Regions from separate parts of the Mus musculus genome. Here region 1 is linked to region 2. A link is a contact called in public Hi-C data. All regions are on one chromosome and are shown on one strand. The core of a region is the stretch at or near the end of the contact, and the rest is flanking DNA. Distances in the headings are between cores, read along the strand shown. Region 1 holds the start of Lmln (leishmanolysin-like (metallopeptidase M8 family)). Region 2 overlaps Lrch3 (leucine-rich repeats and calponin homology (CH) domain containing 3).

Region 1 (3,402 bases), core at 451-2,950, 130 kb before region 2:
AGCCAAATGTGGTAATCCACCCCTATAATACCAAGACTTGGGAAATGAAGGCAAGTAGAGGCTACAGAGTGAGTTCCATGCCAGCCCGGGCCTCAGGAGACCCTGATTCAGAAAACAAAACGACTAAAGAATACTAGTTGAAGGCACTAGAGGAGAAAAGACACAGCTTGCAAGGTCTGCTTTTGAAATACAGGAACGGTGCCTCTGACTTGTAAGGCCCCCTTTTCCCAGGGGTTTTGTGCAGGAGGCAGAACACAGAGCATTACGGGCTTAATGAGAACACATGTTCAGACCTTACAGTAGCACAAGGTAACGGGGAGAAAGACTGCGAGGGGGAGGCTCACAGTGGCCACTACCTAATGAAAACTTAACAGTTACGAGACCCAGCAGAAGAATGTGATGTGTGCTGAGGGAAGAGAGCAGGGAGCAGAAACCACCTCTTCAGCCCTGAATTGAAGCAACTCCCTTAATGCGACTGTCATGTGCTCACTGGGCTTACAGGGAAATGAGCGTATAATAAGGTGTCGAGGAAGGCTAGCAATAACAGAAAGAACCAAACGAGGGGGAGGGGTGTGTGTGTGTGTGTGTGTTAAAAGAACACCAACAAAACAAAAAGCTCACTGGAGAGGATAAACGATGAGCAGAGCCAGAAGTGATATCATACTTCTACAACCCCAGCACTCTGGAAACTGAGGCAGAAGGATCTCAAATTCCAGGCCAGCCTGAGCTACACAGTAAGTTCAAGGCCAGTCTGAACACTGCAAGGCAAGGCTGAAAGCTACGCGTAGCACAGAAGAGAACCTGGTTCAATGCCAGAATACAGATAAGGCCTCCAGACGAAATGGGAAGAACGCTCTACTGGGGAGGTTTTGGTAGGCAGATCTGAGTGAACCGAGACTACAAGAATTTATAAAGACTGAGAGAGAGTTGAGGTGAAAGGAGGTGCAGACTTTACAGAGCAGAGGGGATGGGATAAAGGCAGCAAAGCCATAACTAACTAGAAAACGAATCCTGAACTTTGGTCTCCTGAGTTTTCTCAGTAGTAGCCTTCCTACCAACAGCTCTGTCTGGTTCTCCCTTCAACTGTTTCTCAAGTCTTCGGATAAGAGGTTCTCGGTGTGGTGCTTAAGTAAGCAGCATCAGTATCTAGGAATCCGAATTGTGGGGATGCATGCCAGAGCTCCTGAGTCAGAAAGTGGGGGGAGCGGGGCGGCAATCTGTTCTAACAAGCGCTTCGATTATTCTGATGCTCGTCCAAGTTTGTGGTACTACTGGCTAAGCGGAACGGGAGGGGACAAGTGCCTAACTCAGCTGCTCTGCAGGCAGCAGGGGCTGACGGCGGGTCCCGCGGGTCCGGCGGGTCCTGCGGGTCGGGCGAGGGCTTTCTCCTGCAGAGCACCTGCAGTCCGCCATCCGGGACGCCACACCCTCCACGTTACTCCAGCCACTCCCTCGCCCGGCCCGTTCGCGCCCCGCTTCGCCCTACCTCAGTGTCCGAAAGGACGTGATGGCGACACGGAGGCGAAGTGCCCAGGGAGACGGGAGCAGCTCCGGCACCGGCCGGGAGCCCGCCCAGCACAAGCAGGACGCCTCGCACCCACAGGCAGCCGCCCCAGCGGCCTCGCGGCCCTGGTCCCGGGCCGCCCGCTCCTCCAGACCCAGCGGCCGCCATCTTCGGGCCGGCGTCGTTACCATGGAGTGCGACGCCTCCTCGCCGCCGCCCGCCCTCGCCGCGGACAGGTGGCGGGCCGTAAGCCGCCTCGCCATTGGCCGGCATTACGCCGGGTCCGGCGGAGGACGAGGGCAGCGGCGACCGCGGCGACGCGCGGAGCTGGCCAATGAGCGCCGCGGGGCAGCCCACGTGAACTGAGCTGTGGGAACCCTGGGCTAGCGGGGATTAGTGCAAAGCGGTCGGGCGTGCGGAGCGGCGCATTCAGAAGCTGCTGCTGCCACTTCATTCCGTAGCAGCTAAGCGCTCGGCCCACAGCTGGTCCTGTGAACCAGACCCTTCAGTCCACTCCAGCACCATCACGTAACTACCAAAGCTATTTGGACAGCCAACTAGGGTTATGGTACATATGTGACAGCTTGTCTACCCACTACACAGGGAAAGTTAGAGAGCCCCGAGCTACAAGGTTGAAGTCTGCGCAAAGGTCACTTGCCATAGCATGTGTAAGTCATTCCTTATACCTTAAAGGAGTCTCAACCTTTCTCTGCTTACCGCAAATACTTAATTCCCAACATTGGCTCAACTTTGTAAACATAACTATTCAGCTTCCAAAGCCCATCCCGCCTCTTTTTTGTTGTTGTTACTGGGTTTCTCTGTGTATCCCTGGCTGTCCTGGAACTCACTCTTGTAGACCAGGTTGGTCTCGAACTCAGAAATTTGCCTGCCTCTGCCTCCCAATTGCTGGGATTAAAGGCGTGTCACCACTGCTGGGCTTCCTAACTACTTTAAAGATGGAATTCTAGAAATTGTTTAAAGCAGCACTTATTGTCCATTCAATTTCAGTTCTCAAAATTGCAAACCCCACCTCAGTTTATGGTGATTTGTCAAGATAGATCTGACACCCTCTTCTGTATCTAAAGACTACAGTGTACTTACATATAAATCTTTTAAAAAAAAAAAATCCCGCCGGGCGTGGCAGTGTACTTACATATAAATCTTTTAAAAAAAAAAATCCCGCCGGGCGTGGTGGCGCACGCCTTTAATCTCAGCACTCGGGAGGCTGAGGTAGGTGGATTTCTGAGTTCAAGGCCAGCCTGGTCTACAGAGTGAGTTCCAGGACAGCCAGGGCTATACAGAGAAACCCTGTCTCGAAGAAAAAAAAAAAAAAAATCCCAGCGGAGTACCTAAGACCCCTGTGCCGCTCCTTTCAGACACCTAACCTTTCCAGTGGTCACTGCTGACCACATAACTGACACACAAGTAGCTTTTGGGGAAAACAATTTAGATTATAATAAATCCAAGACTGACACCCCTAAAAAGTAGTTTCCAATATTAAGTACATAGGAATCTAGTGAGCTAACCTAGTTGCTCTTTATTACTCCTTTGGAGACCACTCACAACCCAGCAAGGAACACTTTTCCAAAAGTACAACTTGCAATGCCAACTTCGCTTTGAACTAACCAACCTTTCTGGGAACTGCCTTGTGCCCTCTGATGCAGTTTTCCCCGCAATAGTTGCAGTACCATCATCTTGGTGGAAAGGACTCAACCATTTTTTGGGGTGTGGGGGTACCTCACTATAGACCAGGCTGGCCTTTAACTCAAGAGATTTGACCACCACTGCCTGGCCATTTCTTTAATAGCTCAGGCTCTGTAGCACAGTCCAGTCTAAATTGGTTAATAAAAGAACTTGTTAGCAACCTAAATATGCCTTATTTCCAGGATATCCTCAAA
Region 2 (3,388 bases), core at 434-2,933:
CGACCTGGAACTCCAGCTCCAGAGGGTTTGCAGGCTTCCAGCCTCAAAGGGAACCTGCACTCCTGTGCACAGACAGACAGACAGACAGATACACACAATTAAAAATAAATCTTTACAACAGGCAATGAAATGAAATGAAATGAAATGAAATGCAGAACACTAGAAATTCTCCATTTAGAATGACAGAAAATGGGGAAAAGAGAGAGAGAGCTCTGACACTGAGTCCTTGCACGTCCTTAGGGTTCTGTGAGGAAGGGAGGGTAGGCCTAGAAAATCCTTATTGGAAGTAATAAATGTAGAGATGAGACACACTAACCAAAGCACCCATTTTAAAAAGAAGAAAAATGATATTAAGATATGTCATATCAAGCTGTGCGGGCGTGGTGGCCACGCCTTTAATCCCAGTACTCAGGAGGCAGAGGCAGAGGCAGGCGGAGCTCTGTGAATTTGAGGCCAGCCTAGAGTAAGTTTCAGGACAGCCTGGGCTGATACATAGAGAATTCCTGTATCCCCTCCAAAAAAGAACATATGTCATATCTGGACTTCTGAAAGCTGAAGATAAAGAAAAAAAATCTTGAAAACAATGAGAAAGAACAAAAATGACAGTAAATACCACACTATGAACCACAGTGAACAGAGAAAGTAGAGCATCTTTTAAGATGCGGAAAGAAAACAATACTCACCCAGAATTGTATCTAGAAAAACACCCTTCAGGAATGGAAGAGAGAAACCAAGAGGTCTTCAGACAAGACAAGCTAAGAGAACTTGTGGTCAGCAGAGCTAATCTAAAAGGATAACTAAAAGCAGTGCTCTAGACAGAGAGAAAGCACTACAAGAACAAACAGTAAAACAGAAAGACAGACTCCAGAGTGTATCAGCTTGCCAGGGCTGTGGTTTCAACAACCAGAATTTATTTTCTCTTGGCTCTACCTTTAAAAGCCAGGAATGGTAGCACATACCAGTGATCTCAGCACTCAGGAGGTGGAGGCAGGAGGATGGAGTTCAAGGTCATCTTCCAAGAAGTAGCAAACTAGAGGCCAGCCTAAGCCACACGAAGCTGTCTCAACAACAGGCAGGGCTGGGGTGCAGCCCAGATAGTACAGTGTTTGCCTTGCATGCATGTTCAAATCCCATACACTCTGGAGGCAAAGGCAAGAGGATCAGAAGTTGAGAGAAATACACAAACTACACATCAGGTTGGAAGCCAGGCTGGGCTATAGGAGACACTGTTTTAATATCAGTTAGAAGGTTTGGGGACTTGTTTCTTGTTTTGCTGTCATACTGCTATCTTTTCAGAGTTTCTTTTGTTATAAATCCCTGTCCTTGGTGTCACAGATATTCTTCTAATACAGACTTTCAGTCTATGTCACCCAAACTAAGAGCCCAGGACAGTTCTCTGAGATAAATTTAGTTGTAGTTCTGTGTCTAATTTTTCATTTCTCTACATAAATTTCCTTATAACATTTTTTCATAGCCTAGTTTTATAAACATGCACCAAAATTTTATCCGCCCACATACATTTCTCAGCACCCCACTCACAGGATTCGTGGAAAGTACAGCTGTGAAAAAGAAAGAAGGCTGTTTTCAAGCATGGTTGATTTTCTGAGTGAATGAACACAGACTCATAATGTCCCAAAGCAGGTGACCTATGAACTGAGTGTGTGAGCACATGCCCACAGTGACAATAATCTAAACTGCAAGCATGAAATTATGAAACTAGATACTTCAACTGGTAGGAAGCCTAAAAATAACCAAAAGAAAGAATTTCCCTACAACTTTAAAGAGAGAATCCTCAGGGCCAGAGAGATGAGAGTGGGTAAAAGCACGTACCACGAGGCTGGAGGACCTGAGTTCAATCCCCAGGACCGACATGGTAGAAGAAGAAAACTGATCTTACACACACACACACACACACACACACACTTACTTTATCCTCATTTCCTCAAAAAAAAAAAACAAGGTAAAATAAAAAATATCATTTAGGAGGCAATTAAATTATTAATAAGAAAAATAAATGTCACCAGGCAGTGGTGGTGCACGCCTTTAATCCCAGCACTTGGGAGGCAGAGGCAGGTGGATTTCTGAGTTCGAGGCCAGCCTAGTCTACAGAGTGAGTTCCAGGACAGCCAAGGTACACAGAGAAACCCTGTCTCGAAAAAACCAAAACCAACCAACCAAACAACCAAACAACCAACCAACCAACCAAACAAACAACAACAAAAGGAAAGACAGAGAAAAAGAAAGAGAAAAAGAAAAAATACCTTCAACAAAGCACTCTGGGAGAACAATACCACTTAGCAGCAATAGCTCAGTAGAAGAACAAGTGCCTAGCATATACTAGAACTTGGATTCTAGCAATATAAAAAGAAAGAAAAGGTAGGAGGCAGAGGCAGGAGGATGGCTACAAGTTTGAGGTCCACCTGGATTCCACAGTGAGTTTCAGGACACACACCAGACTCTATTTCAAAAAACACAAACTGAAAGAAAGAAGAAAGTACCAAGCACATAAAAATAATGGCATCTTTGTTACTCTATTCCGTAAGGCTGTAATCTCCAAGTATAAAACCTCTTTATCAAGCAGACGCTGCACAGAGGAGAAGGCTACTTGAGGTTAATGTTACTGAAAGTCGAACTTAAACTCTTTGAACTCAAAGTCAAAACAAAAATATTCTAATTCTTGTATACAAATCACTATTCTATACATGATTTTTCAAATATATAGTCAAAGCTGTAGTTTAAGCTTTGTAATTCCAGCACTGGGAAAGCAAGACAGGAAAATCATGAGTTCCAGGTCAGTCTGGGCTACACGGCAAGTGTCATGCCAGTATGGGACACACAATGAGACCCTGCTTAAAAACTATCAATAAGTATAGGGAATGGTGATGCGTGCATGAAGCTCCAATACCCAAGAGACAGAGGTATGAGAATCAAGAGTTTGAGGTTAATCTAAACTACATGAGACCCAGTTTCAATAGTAATGAACATGATGATGCCAAAAACCAACTATGTACCTCCATAATGCTAGACAAAACCAGGGACTGTGTAAGGGATACTATCCAATAAGATACTGTGATGGTCAGCTTGACCAGATTGAGAGATAACTAGAAAACCTGCTAACATCAAAGTGTTATCTGTCAGGCTATTTGCACTCGAGACAGCAAATTATAGGAAGAGACCAACTAAGGTCAAATGCCTTGTCCAATGGCATGGGAGCTTGGGAAGAACATATAAGACAGAGGAAGTCACTTTGGTAGGCCAGTTCAATTTTTCTTGAGTGGGTACAAACTTCTGCTGCCGCCATTGCTTTGAGAGGGGACATCAGACTCCAGCTTCTTTAGCCTTTGAACTGAATTCATACCAGTGACTCCTCAGGGAGCTTCCAGCTTCT

What was found. Hi-C and Micro-C count contacts between places; a contact is called where the count stands out from the background.
Region 1: a contact with region 2 is called in a Hi-C map of muscle stem cells, with 2.3 times the contacts expected there. The contact joins the promoter of Lmln here to the enhancer-like site in region 2. A contact is called at or near these places in 1 of 39 promoter capture datasets (macrophages), 1 of 484 Hi-C or Micro-C datasets (muscle stem cells), 1 of 115 datasets of contacts at active chromatin or transcription factors (embryonic stem cells) and 3 of 9 other capture datasets (adipose tissue, liver and pancreatic islet).

What each region holds. Positions count from the first base shown.
Region 1 is chr16:33,060,819-33,064,220 of GRCm38.p6, reverse strand. It overlaps Lmln (leishmanolysin-like (metallopeptidase M8 family)), which reads right to left and starts at 1,700. Exons shown (of 17, transcript NM_172823.2): 1 at 1,487-1,700. The coding sequence starts at 1,672.
Region 2 is chr16:32,932,901-32,936,288 of GRCm38.p6, reverse strand. All of the region lies in intron 1 of Lrch3 (leucine-rich repeats and calponin homology (CH) domain containing 3), which reads right to left. Among named protein-coding and RNA genes, the nearest start is that of Lrch3, 20 kb to the right of the region's middle. Within about 2 kb of position 1,683, at least 54 of the 459 cell types and tissues checked have an H3K27ac peak or open chromatin away from gene starts, as enhancers often do. A contact at or near this core is called in adipose tissue and muscle stem cells, where this site is marked.